Linked DNA regions of Mus musculus: region 2 is linked to region 1. The links are chromatin contacts, called in public Hi-C maps. All regions are on one chromosome and are shown on one strand. Each heading gives the region's core, a stretch centred on a gene start, on an enhancer-like site or on the middle of the called end of the contact. The rest is flanking DNA. Distances are from core to core; before and after follow the strand shown.

The links. A called contact is a pair of places that touch in the nucleus more often than the background predicts.
Region 2: a Hi-C map of rod photoreceptor shows a contact between it and region 1, with 2.6 times the contacts expected there. The contact joins two enhancer-like sites. A contact is called at or near these places in 1 of 484 Hi-C or Micro-C datasets (rod photoreceptor) and 2 of 9 other capture datasets (liver and pancreatic islet).

Annotation. Positions count from the first base shown.
Region 1 is chr7:108,962,719-108,968,842 of GRCm38.p6, forward strand. It overlaps Gm32309 (a long non-coding RNA gene), which reads right to left. Exons shown (of 3, transcript XR_003946849.1): 3 at 227-6,124. Among named protein-coding and RNA genes, the nearest start is that of Gm39067, 11 kb to the left of the region's middle. Within about 2 kb of position 4,438, at least 38 of the 459 cell types and tissues checked have an H3K27ac peak or open chromatin away from gene starts, as enhancers often do. A contact at or near this core is called in rod photoreceptor, where this site is marked.
Region 2 is chr7:109,194,895-109,200,674 of GRCm38.p6, forward strand. No RefSeq gene overlaps it. Among named protein-coding and RNA genes, the nearest start is that of Lmo1, 23 kb to the left of the region's middle. Within about 2 kb of position 1,862, at least 41 of the 459 cell types and tissues checked have an H3K27ac peak or open chromatin away from gene starts, as enhancers often do. A contact at or near this core is called in rod photoreceptor, where this site is marked.

The DNA of each region.
Region 1 (6,124 bases), core at 3,188-5,687:
GAACCCAGCTTACCAACTCCATCCATCACTGATGGAGGGTCAGAACCCACAGAGAAGCAGAAAGAGACTGAAGTAGCAGCAGTGGACAACCATGCCAAGCCTCGTGGCATTGTGAGCTCCCTGTCTACTTGGTAGGAAGGGGTGTTTCGATATAAGAAAGAGTCAGCAATCCAGGGGTTATCTATGTCCCCCTAGGGCCCTCAGAGGCCATGCTGGCTGTGGGAAGGTCACTAGCTCTGTGGACTTATGGCCACTGAAGCTGAAGGAGCTGGGCTGGTTAGGTTGGCATCATAGCCTTTGTTAGAGGTGGATAAGGGTCCCACAAGGCATTCACTGGGATTTGGGTTTGTGTGTTCCTGAGAAAAGATTTGGACAGAAGCACAGATGGTAACAGAAGAAAGAGTTTATTAAGAGAGAAAGGCACTTGGAGAATAGTTTGAGAAAGGAAAAAGACACAATGGCCCTGGCCCCCAGTCTTGTCATAACTTTTTTCTCTTTCTTTCATTTTCTTTCTTTCCTCCTTCCTTTCTCTCTCTCTCTCTCTCTCTCTCTCTCTCTCTCTCTCTCTCTCCCTCCCTCCCTCCCTCCCTCCCTCCCTCCATCCCTCCATCCCTCCATCCCTCCATCCTTCCATCCCTCCTTCCTTCCTTGCTTTCTTCCTTCCTTTCTTTCTTTCTCTCTTTGTTTGTTTTGTTTTTTGAGACAGGGTTTTTGTGAAGCCCTGAACAGAAAAGGCTGACCTCGAACTAACAGAGATCTGCCTGCCTCTGCATCCTGAGTGCTGTGATTAAAAGTGGGCGCCACCACCTCCTGGCTGGTCTTGTAACTTTTTGTGTGTCATCTATATCCCATGCTCTTCTACTCATAGGTATTTCAAAACCCTTGGTGGGGAGCAGTCCAGTCTTTCTGAACTCTGTCATTGGTCTCTTTCCTAGTCTATTTTTTCTCTTTTTGTAATTTTCATGGTTTATTATTTTTCCTAAAGTCCAGGTTGAGTGAGTGATTTTGATTTTCTCTGGAGTTACGGAAGGGACATGGGTCTTACATGGGAGGCCCAGAGGAGGGAACATGGAGTTGAATGGCTGTAACAGCATGCTAACATGGGACAACAGCAGTCAGATGTGCTTTCTACACATGACCGCTGACATCAGGGTGCTGGGATGGTGTTGACAGGGTGACAGTGTGGGGACAGTAGAACCCTCCTGCACTATTTATTGTTGGGACCGAGTCCAGCTGCCTCATTAAAGAACAGTTCAGCACACAGTATACTCAGATGCTCCTTCCTGGTCATCCCCCTCCATCCTCCTCTCTCTGTCTCAGTGTGTCCTGTGATTGCTGGGTGGTGGGATGAAGCCTGGGAAGGCAGGATTGAGACCATGCCTGTGACAGTGCTAACTCAGGAGTTACTGGGCGAGGCAGGCCTCCAGAGGCAGGTGGTCTGAGACTGCTGTGTTCCAGAGGCTTCTCTTCTAATGGATATTTAACAGGACAAGACCCAGTCCTCTGGATCGGTTAGGGCAAATGGGATTCATTGCACAGGGAATCAGTGGGGATCTATCTTTTTTTTTTCTTTAATTTTTAAAAATGTATTCACTTTACACCCTGCTCACTGCCCACCTCCTGGTCACCAGCCCCTCCCCCCACATACAATCCCCCCATCCCCTTCCCCTCTGAGCAAGTGAGGACCCCCTTGTGTGTCCCCCCCACCCTGGCACATCAAGTCTCTGTGAGGCTAGACACATCCTCTTCCACAGAGATCAGACAAGGCAGCCCAGCCAGCCAGTATGGATCTGGCTGAAAAGGCAGTGAGTCAAGAGAGATCTCTTTTCTCTCTACCCTGAGTGGTAAGGGCTCTTTCTCTTGAAGCTACAGCACCCACATGGGGGTTCAGGGACATGTTCCCAATCAGCCTCCCTCTGCAGTGTCAGGTAGGTATTCTGGTGTCTTAAATGGTGAACAAAGAAAATTCTAGGTGTGTGCATGCATGCATTTATGCATGTGCACATACGTGTGTTTGTTTTGGGGTGGTAGTCAGCAGGCTTTGGTAACCAATCTGTCAGGGCTGTTGCCACAGCAGATGTCAGATGTGGATCCTGCTGGAGAATTACACCAGCAGATCAGAACCAGTATAAGATGATAGGCACAGAGTTCAGGTCAGGTGATGAAGTCAGCGCCTAGGGTCATCTTTGTAGTCAGGGAAATCAGAGTGATGGCTGCCCAGGATTAACTCTTTACAAGTTTCCATTCTGTAGTAAAGACTGGATTCCAACCTGGCCCTGCTTCCATACTCCTCTGACACTGCAGATCAGTGCCACACCATGCCAGGATGGCCAGGGCCTGCCAGTGGGCTAACATCCCTTTCTCCACAGGCTGACATCCTGCATGATAGCTTCTGATCCATCACCAGTAGTCACAGAACAGAGCTGTGAGGGTTGGGCTCCCCTGGGAAAAAGGGTTTGTGTGTGTGCACATCTGTACGTGCACTGAGTAGACACCAGTGAGCATGTCTGAGGTATGTGCACACCATGCAGACAGGTAGGTCTGTGCATCCTTGGAGACAGAGGTGTGTGCACGTGCCACCAGGGTGGCCACATGTGCAAGTGTTATGTGTCTGAGTGGAAATACATGCATAGGAAAATAGAAGGAGAGGGAGTAAGGCATAGGACTGGGGAGTGGGACAGTATAGATACAGTTCCCTTTCCCCAACCCATCAACGACTGGGTGTGATGACGGCCTCCTGAACAGCTGGCTTTTCATGGGAGTCTCTGCCTACTGATACGGTCCAGTAAGCAAGGTCCTGTACTCCCAGGGGATCCACCAGAGGGGTCTGATTTTTTAAAAAGCCAGAAAGCCTGGAACAAGTCCCCATGTGATCTATGGGGCAGAGGACCCTTCTCTGCTTGGCAGTCCATCACCAGAAGCTGAGACCTGGGATCCCACATCTGCTCAGAGGGGCTCTGGGGGCAATCCAGGGCCCGTATCAATGTTGGATGAGCCCGTGCTGTGTCTGCATTGCCTCGATAGCATCTCCCTCAGTCTCACTTTTAGTGTAACATGAGAACAAGCATACCAACCCCATCCAGGACTTGTGATCTTATTGCCCAGTGTCACCTACAAAGAGACAGGGGCTGGGGTGGAGAAGCTGGACAGGTCCCCTGCTAGCTAGCTGTATGTGTCTCTGGTAGGAGTTGGGGTCCAGTGGGGCCCAGGCTCACAGGACTAATAGGGCCAGCCTGGCCTCTTCTTGGCCTCTGGCTCTTGGTGCTGGGTTACACCTCCTCCTCCTGCCTCTGGCCACCTCACCTTCCCCTGGTGTCATCTGTCTGTTGGTTTGTCCCTGGGGCAGTTCAGCCCCATTCACCCCTATCCCCACCCCTTGCTCTGGGGGCTTCCTGCTGGAGAAGGGGTTGAAGGGGCAGCAGCTAGACCAAGAGAGACCCCCCTAGAGGAAGACAGTGGAATAACAACAGCAACAAAACCTTCACAGCAGGTGAGTGCCTCCCCCCTCCCCGACCCCCCAGTGCTGAGGGCAAGGATTAGGACCACCCACCTGGACTGTCCTGCTCTGACCCTGACCTTATGCCATGTCTGGAGATCTCAGTAAGTGTGCTGATCGTCCATAGACACCCTATATTTGTTAACAGTGTGTAGCAAGAGCCTATGTTCTCCAGATGTACTGATTCAGGGCATTATAGCCAGTGTACAAGTGCCTACTTTTGTAAACAGTTTATTGGTGCACTGCTAAACCTATGTTTTTAGATACTGTCAAGGCTCCTTCACCCTGCAATCGTGGGGCTAATCTGGCTCACACATCTAAAATATTTATTCCTTGGCCCTTTAAGAAAAACCTTGCAACCCTGTGAGTTATTCCCTAAGGCTGCCCTGCTTTTACCCCATGGTGGCCATTCTCTCGTGTCTTCCCACAGCTGCCTCTCTCCGCCCTGTGCAATCCCCACCCCACCCACACAGCCCATATACCCTGTGCTGAGTGTTCACCACTCCTCGGAACGTTACCTCAGGGACCAGTCGGCTCTGGTGATGACTTTTCCCTGGGAAGAAGTGAGAGTGTCTAGAAACTGAGCCTTCTGGAACCCAGCAGGGTTCAGACAGGCTGAGATGGGCTCTGGCCACTTCCCATGGGACAAACCAGGCGCTGGTGGCAGCTGAAGTCTTGCTGAAGGAGTAGGATTCACTGCAGAGTAGAGACGTATTCAGAAGGCTACAGTGTGTCCTGAAAGGGAACCTGTGATCCAGCCCCTCCCTCCCTGCTGCTCTGCTGTTTCCATACCCTGGGCCCCATGCTATATCCTATCTTCAAAGCCCCAAGCCTTTGGGAGCAAAACTAAATCCATTTCCTCGGCTTTCTGTTCACATTTGAGTTCAGGGGTGGGGACAGATAGGGACGGAAACATCACTCGACCTGAAGCTGCCTTCCTTCTCTGACACCACTAGGTGGCACTCAAGGTGCCAGCTCCTTACTGTGTTTCTGCAGCCTGAAAGGCTATGCTCACACTCACTGAACCCCACTGGCCTGACCTGTCTCTCCTAGGCTTCTCAAAAACACCTGTAGACTTGAGGCTCGGAGTGTTTCCTTGGGCAGAGACCATTAGGGCCCACCTCTAGTTGTAATTTGCTGCCCACTTATCTGTCTTCCCTTAGGAATTGTCAAAGGCTTAGGCCTCCTCTGGGCCTCTCAACTGGCCTAGGCCAAGCACAGTGTAGAGAGTGGAAGATTGGTGTGTCCAATGTATGAACTTCATCTTAGCTGTCTAGCATTTGCTTTCTTAGTATCCAGCAGCCCTGGGAGAATCAGGACAAAAAATCATAAGACACGGGAGTAGTGCTTCCCCCTCTGGCTTGGCTCTGGGTAGTGCCAACACCCTAGAGGTCCAGATATGAAATGAGACGCTCAGAGGCACCACATTGTGGGCCAGAGAAGGCTGTCTCTTTCCAGGTACAGATTTCTGGCCTCTGTCTGGAGCAAGGAGCAAATAGAGACCAGAGGCCTAAGCCAGGATGGATACTAGGGCCTGTTGTGTTCCACTCCTCACAGCTGGCCACAGCTCAATACAAAAGGCTCCCATCTATCAGTGTCCAGGGGTCCTAGGCATCACCTTTGAAGATGGCACTTGTGTGGGGTGTGGGTGGGGGAAGCACTTGCTTTGGACATGGAGAGATAATGTCAGCAGAGATGCTAGACCAAGCAGTAGGGGAAAGGCTGGACATAGGACTCTGCTTAGAGACTAGGGGCAATGGTGGATCCTTTGCGAGCAGTAGTTCCTAGGAAGAAGGGTGGGTAATCCTGTCTACTGTTTCCCATCATGTTGGCAGAGTTTGGGCCAGCTTGTTCTCTTGAGAGTGGCCCTGGGAAAGAGCCCTTAGTTGACATGCAGGTGTCATTTCCCTGTCTAGAACAGGGCTCCAGGAGAAGACTGGCATCGCTCACCTGGGTAATTACTAGTTTGGGTTCAATTTCCATTCAAAACAGTCATCCCAGCCTGAGCTGTGTCAGATCTGAAGGCTGATTATTACGAACATTCATCAACAGCCTCTCAGCTCCGAGCAATTACAGCTAACCTGCTATTCCCAGGAAGTCATGAAAGACTGCAGCCTCTTCCCTGCCCACCCCGTTACTCCCTCCCTGTTTCCCCTCCCCTCCTCTTAGCAGCCAACCCGAGGGAGGGCAGGAAGTGGAAGCTGCCTTATGAGTCACTGCTGCTCTGCGAGTAAGGGGCCATGTGCGTGCCAGGCACCTGTTTGTCCCAGAACCTCTCTTTATATCACAGAGACATGTGAATCTACATGCCATACACTCAGAACTGAGATGAATCTGTGCACTTGGCAGATGATAGGTAGCTCATGGACTGGTGGTACTTTGTCACCTGATATATTTTCAAAACTGTCCCACTCCTTCAGGCCCCAGAAAGATGAAGTAAGAGAGGCATTTGTCTCTCATGCATAATTAAAGGAGTCTCTAGAAAGCCCATTAATTAAACCAGGTGTGGTAACTCAAATATCTGTCATCACGGCACCCAAGGGCTGATGCAAGAGGATTGCCACAAGTTCAAGGCCAACCTGGTACATACAGTGAGTTCCAAGTTAGGCCATGCTAGATAGTGAGACA
Region 2 (5,780 bases), core at 612-3,111, 230 kb after region 1:
GTCTCAAAATATCAAAGTGGGTGTCACCTACAGGATGACTGCTAAAGTTGTACACACAGGCGGGCACACACAAATCAGGATTTGTTTTTCATTTTCAGGACTGCTATGTCAGTGCCAAGGGTGAGCTGGGTCCCCAGGGAAAGTGAGTCTGCTGGTGACAGAGGGGATAGGGGTTCTGTCACTTCACAAATACATGGCCCATGGGCTGGACCTGGTCTTGACTTTGCTGTAGGTTATCCCCTAGGGAACTCTTTGTTCTCTTTGAATGCCTCAGTTTTCCCATCTCTGAAATGGACACAATAAAACCCCAAAGTGACTTTGACAGTGTTGGGACTTGCAGATAAGGAAACAGAGGTCCTGGCTCCACCTTTTATCCCCTGCACCTCTGTGTTCAAGTCCTGGTTCAGGCAGTTGGTCTTTTCTCATATTTAGACTTGTCTTCACAAGTAGGCCTTGGACCCCTCAGGGCAGAATCATACATGGTTCCTGCATCTCCCAGATCTTCAAGATAAAGCAGTCAACAGATGCCAAGTGAAGGCTTGGCTAGGAAGAAGGCAAGATGGGTTGCCCGGGACTATGAACAGAGATAGAAGCAAAGGTAAGATTCTCACCAGGACTCCTTGATCCTCCAATCCTGGAATCTAGGACAGAACCCACCAATTCATTTTATCATCTATTAATAAAGCTAAGCACCTACTACGTGCCAGTAGCTACTGTAGTACTTGAACCAGAGTAATGACCAAGCAAACAAGTCCCTGTCCTCTCTGGGAGCTTACATTCTAGAGAGAGAAGCAGCAAGCAAGCAATGGGGAACAGGGTCAATCCATGCACAAAATACCTGAGGTGAGGAAAAGCAGAGGTGGAGACTGGGGTGGCCCCTGCAGATCAGGAGCCAAGACCTGTAGAACAAAACAGGGAAAATCATCACATCAGAGCAGATAGGAGAAGAGTGTGTGCAAAGGGTCTAGGGCCGCCTGGATCTTAAGTGGTTCTGAAGAACCAATAGCAGGCCAGGTAGCTGAAGGTCCATGGAGTCACAGTGAGGAGAACCAGGCTTGGAAACTGGAGAAGCAGACAGGGGCTGGACCATGGCCTCAGTGAGGAATGTGAATTTTACGAGCAGGGAGATAGGAAGTCAATGAGAAGGATCTAAGCAGGAATTAAAAGATATGATTGGCGTCTTGAAGGATCACCTTGACCCTGGAGTTGTTGCTGGGACTGGCGGAGGAGCCCAGGGGATCTGTGGCCCTTGTTCAAAGGGAAGGAAACTCTACAGCCTGAGAACCAAGGCTATGGGCAGCTGCCAGAGTTCGTCTTTCCAGGGCCCTGGGCCCAAGGTTCTGGTCCAGAGGAGCCCAGCCAAGCTCTCTCCCAGCCCCTCCAGCACCCCAGGGTGCTACAGAAAACCTCGCTTGCAAGATGTCTGGGCCCCCACTCCTTGATTATATTAATGCCAAAATGTATTAAAGAAGCGTGGTAGAAATGCTATTCTAATTGTTTCCTACACAGGCCACTGGGAGGGAACTGATTGGACACAGCTCACAGGCAGTATGTTAATACGCTATTTTCATATGATGATAGCTTTGCATAATCTTCCCTTCTCCCAGCTTTGCAGGGACCTGTTGTTAACCAAGCCCCAGGAGAGTAGGGGAAAGGCAATTTGACTTCAAGTCCACTCCCCGCCACATTAATTAGTCATGTGGCTGGGGAAAGGTGTGCTCAGTCAGTACAAAGTAGACTTTATAATTTATACACCAGCTGTTTCCGTCCATTCTCCTCCCTGCCTGCCTCTAATGAAATCGTGTTACCAGAGAACTGACTGGCCTGAATTGAGCCTTTAATCCCATTGACCCTGGCCTGGCTGCTGGGGCCCAGGGGAGGGGGGTGGGGCCTTTCAGCAAGGGGCTATGATGAGAAGACCCCAGCAAGCTGGACCGGTCACCCTCCCCACACCCGCTCTGCAAGCCCACACAATGGAGCAGCTTGAGGTGGGAGCCCCCGCCTGGCTGAGCGGCCCTCTTGGGGATCCCTGAAGGCTGGGATGGCTCCCGTTTATTGCCTCATCTTCTGAGATCCAGCGAAGCACAGCATTCTCATCTAGGTTGTTCCTTTACTTAGAGAACAGGGCAGGCCAGACTGCACAACCAATGAGCTCATGCTTGCTTTGCTGGCCACGGGGGCTGCTGGGAAAACAGAAGCATGAATCCATGGAGAGAAAGGCTGCAGCCTAGCCCCCCAGCTGTAAGCTTGTGCTCCCCAGACCCACACCAGAGCCCAGAAAAGAGATGGGAACAACCTCTGAGCCTGGTTCTGTGGCCCCAGAAGGGCAGTGCTATGAAATATAGGTCAAAGGGATATGGTCCCCAACTCCCAACTCCCATCCCCCACAGAAGAAAATCAAGCAAGACCAGGCACCCAGAGCCATTGGAGCAAATGCCTACAGGACGGTGTGCATTTGGAGAACAGGAATAAACAGAGCAATTAGCACCATGGCAGCCTCTTAAACAAACACATGGGACCAAGTTGTGGCTGGGGAGGCTCCTGCATGTGTTAGGGGTGAGGCCACAGGGCAGGCTGATTCCAGGGAGGCTGGGAATGAGGGTGCTACGGCGCTTGTGTAGGGACTGGAGTGCTGCTGGAGGGATGTTGGCAGGATGGGATGATATGGTGTAGCTTCTTGGCTGCCATCTTTCATTTGCTGTGAACCCCAATTCCTTCTTATGGAGGGCTCCTGAAAAGTTGCAGTGAGGTGTCTTGTGGCACCCTGGATTTCATGACACACGAGAGCCTTGTGTGGGCATCACTGATCCAAGATGACACCCCAGAGTCTCCTAAAGTTAAGTTTCTGGACTTTGCTGCCACCTTTCCCTGTCCCTTGAATACAGCCTTCTCCTCTTTCACCTGCTAAGTCTTAGATCCTTCTAGATGGTCCTGGATATTTCTGCTGCCATCCCCTCTGCCTAGCCTTTTTGGATCCCTCCAGTTATTTATGCATAACTCATCACAGCCCCTCCTGGATGGTAGGAACATCTCTTGTTATCCCTTGTACCTAGCATCCACAGGACAAGAGGCTTCTGAGTGGCTCTTCTGCCTCAGCCAGTCCTCAGTTTGCCCATTTTTAAAATGGGTCAATGATCTTTAAGAGTCACTCTGTCCACCTCAGATTCCCCACAGGATCCTCTCAGCCCTAAAACCACAGGCTTTACCCTGAAATGCAGAAGGGAAATGCTCCAAGCCCCTTGAACTTTTGGATTTATTAGCTCTGGATAGCCAAAGCTATTCTTTTGCTTAATGGCATTGGAAAAAACAAAAAGCCAACCTTATACCAGTCCTCTTTTTAATGAAAGTACAGGGAACATCGGGGGGACCTATACAGAGAGGGAAATGAAGTTGTCATTTTTCAATGTAATTAAACTTGGTTTTTCAAAAAAAAATCTGATCTGAAATGTGAATTAAGCTAATTACTTCTGGTGGCTGCAACATTGATTTCAGTGTTAAAGTTAATGGACTTTAATGGGTAGTGCCTTTCTTTTAGATGCAGCTGAGCCTTCTTGCTCAAGGCCAGGTTTGTCTACCAAAAAGGCCCCCCCAGGACCCTCTAAGTCCAACTCAGGGCTGCTGCCACCAAGGCCCTTGCAGGGTTGAAGCATCCCACGCAGGCATGGGTCTGGGCTCGAGGCCTTAGTTTCTGTCTTCCTCTTTGAAGTGTTCGTAGTCCAGGCACTCAGTTCGCACTCTCATGGATTAATATCCTACCACAGGGCACAGAGAAGGGAAGGCAGGAGTGTAGACGCTGGAGGAGCCATGCAGAAGAAAGGCCTAGGGCCTCAGCCTGAGGTGTTCAACTTACCCGTGGATGGCTGTGTGTGCGTGTTTGTGTGCATGTACATGTGTGTGTGTGCAGGAACACAGAGAAAAGAAGGAGATATGGGGGTAGGTTAGGGAGGCTGTCTCCTAGAACGGGTGGTCCAGAAACTGGCTAGCAAATACAGGAGTGAGAGGGGTGGGAAGCTAGCCCTCTGAGACCAGGACGGAGGGAGAGTTGGCTTGGCTACACTACAGTCTCCTTGCAGAAGAGGGTGACAGAGAGCTTGATGGCCAAAATGGGAAAGCTGAAGTGAAGCTCATATTGACTGTTAACTTGACCAATCTAGAATCATCCTGGAGACAAGTTTGCCCATGAGAGTTTCTAGATTAGATTAACTGGCATGGGAAGAATGTAGGCACCATCATTCCCCAGGCAGGGTCCCAGGCTGAGTAAAATGAGGGCAGAAGCTGGCACCAACATTCACTTCTTTGCTTCTTGGCTGTGAATGGCTTCTGACCAGTTTTCTCTCTGTGTCTCTCTGTCTCTGTCTGTCTGTCTCTGTCTGTCTGTCTCTGTCTCTCTCTCTCTCTTTCTCCTGTTCCTGATATCTTGCCTTCCCCACCAGGAAGAACCATGTTCTCGAACCTGTGAACCGAAATAAACTTCCTTCTCCAGGTTAATTTCTATTTTCAGGCGTTTTGTTGCTGCAATGAGAAAGTAATGAATACCTGTAGCTATGGTCTCTAACCTGTTGGAAAAAGAGACCAAGACAGCACCTGGAAGACCTTCCATCATCAGGAAAGAAGGGTGACTTGTGTCCTGAGTAGGATTGACTGCCTCCCCCAAGGACTTGAGTAACCCCCTTAAAATGTCATGGTGTCTAGCTGCCTGGAGATCTTCTCCTGCAGCTCTGTCTCAGAGGTGTCCTGTCCAAAGGGTGGCAAAATATGGGCCAGGAAGTTAAAGTCCAGAGTTCACCAGCCACCTTCACAAAGGGATTCTTTGGTCATGGGTAGAGATGTTGGGGGTGGGAATCCTTCATGGTCAGTAGAGCCACTTACACATAGAGAGAGGTATTGGTCAGCCAGAGGGCATTGCTCTGAGTCTGTGACTGCTGACAAATCAGGCCCTGATATGGGGCTTGAGCTGCCCAGGGGGCAGTCCTTGAGTCACTGGCAAATGGAAGCTCTAGGGTACCAACCTGGAGGTGTACTGGGGAGGACTGCAGGATACTCGAGGAAAAGCCAGCAAACAGAAACAGAACATTAGGGATGGATCAAGAGATGGAGTGAGGTAGTGAGAGATAGCTCCCTAGTGACTGAGTACGAAGGGGCTCAGCTTCTAGATGAGAACTGGGAACCAGAGCTTTCTGGCATCCTATCAGACAGTGCTCTGAGCTCAGCAAAACACACATGCCTGAAACACACACACACACACACACACACACACACACACACACGTGCGCAGAATGATGTGCTGAGACCTTGGTAGGTACAATAAAACTAAGTAAGACAATTCAGAATTGTGCAGATGATGGGGAGCTGCCCAAACTAACTTCTCCACCTGTCCCTTGACTCCCCACCACACCCATTCTGCTCACACCCTCCCAGCTCTTTATTTCATCTATTTTTCTAACCCTCAGTCCAGGCCATCTCTGCGTGGACACTGCATGGGCCTCTCTCTTGGTTCTCTCCCCTCCCCCAAAGCCAACCCTGAAAAACATGAGACCAGTCAATGACCTGTTTCCCTCTCATCTAGAATAGCAGTAGCAAATGCTTACACACCACCTGCCACCTGGGGTTGTGTTCACTGTTTTAACCCTTGTTACAGAGCTTTATCAGCCTCCTGGTTGTATCCCTTCTCTGAGGCCCAGAGTAGATAAGGTAGTCTCTGAAGCTACTAGGTGGCTGATCAAGGATTTGAACCAGCTCACTGTGGTTCTATTTTTGGTCCCATTCAGTTTTTCCTCAGC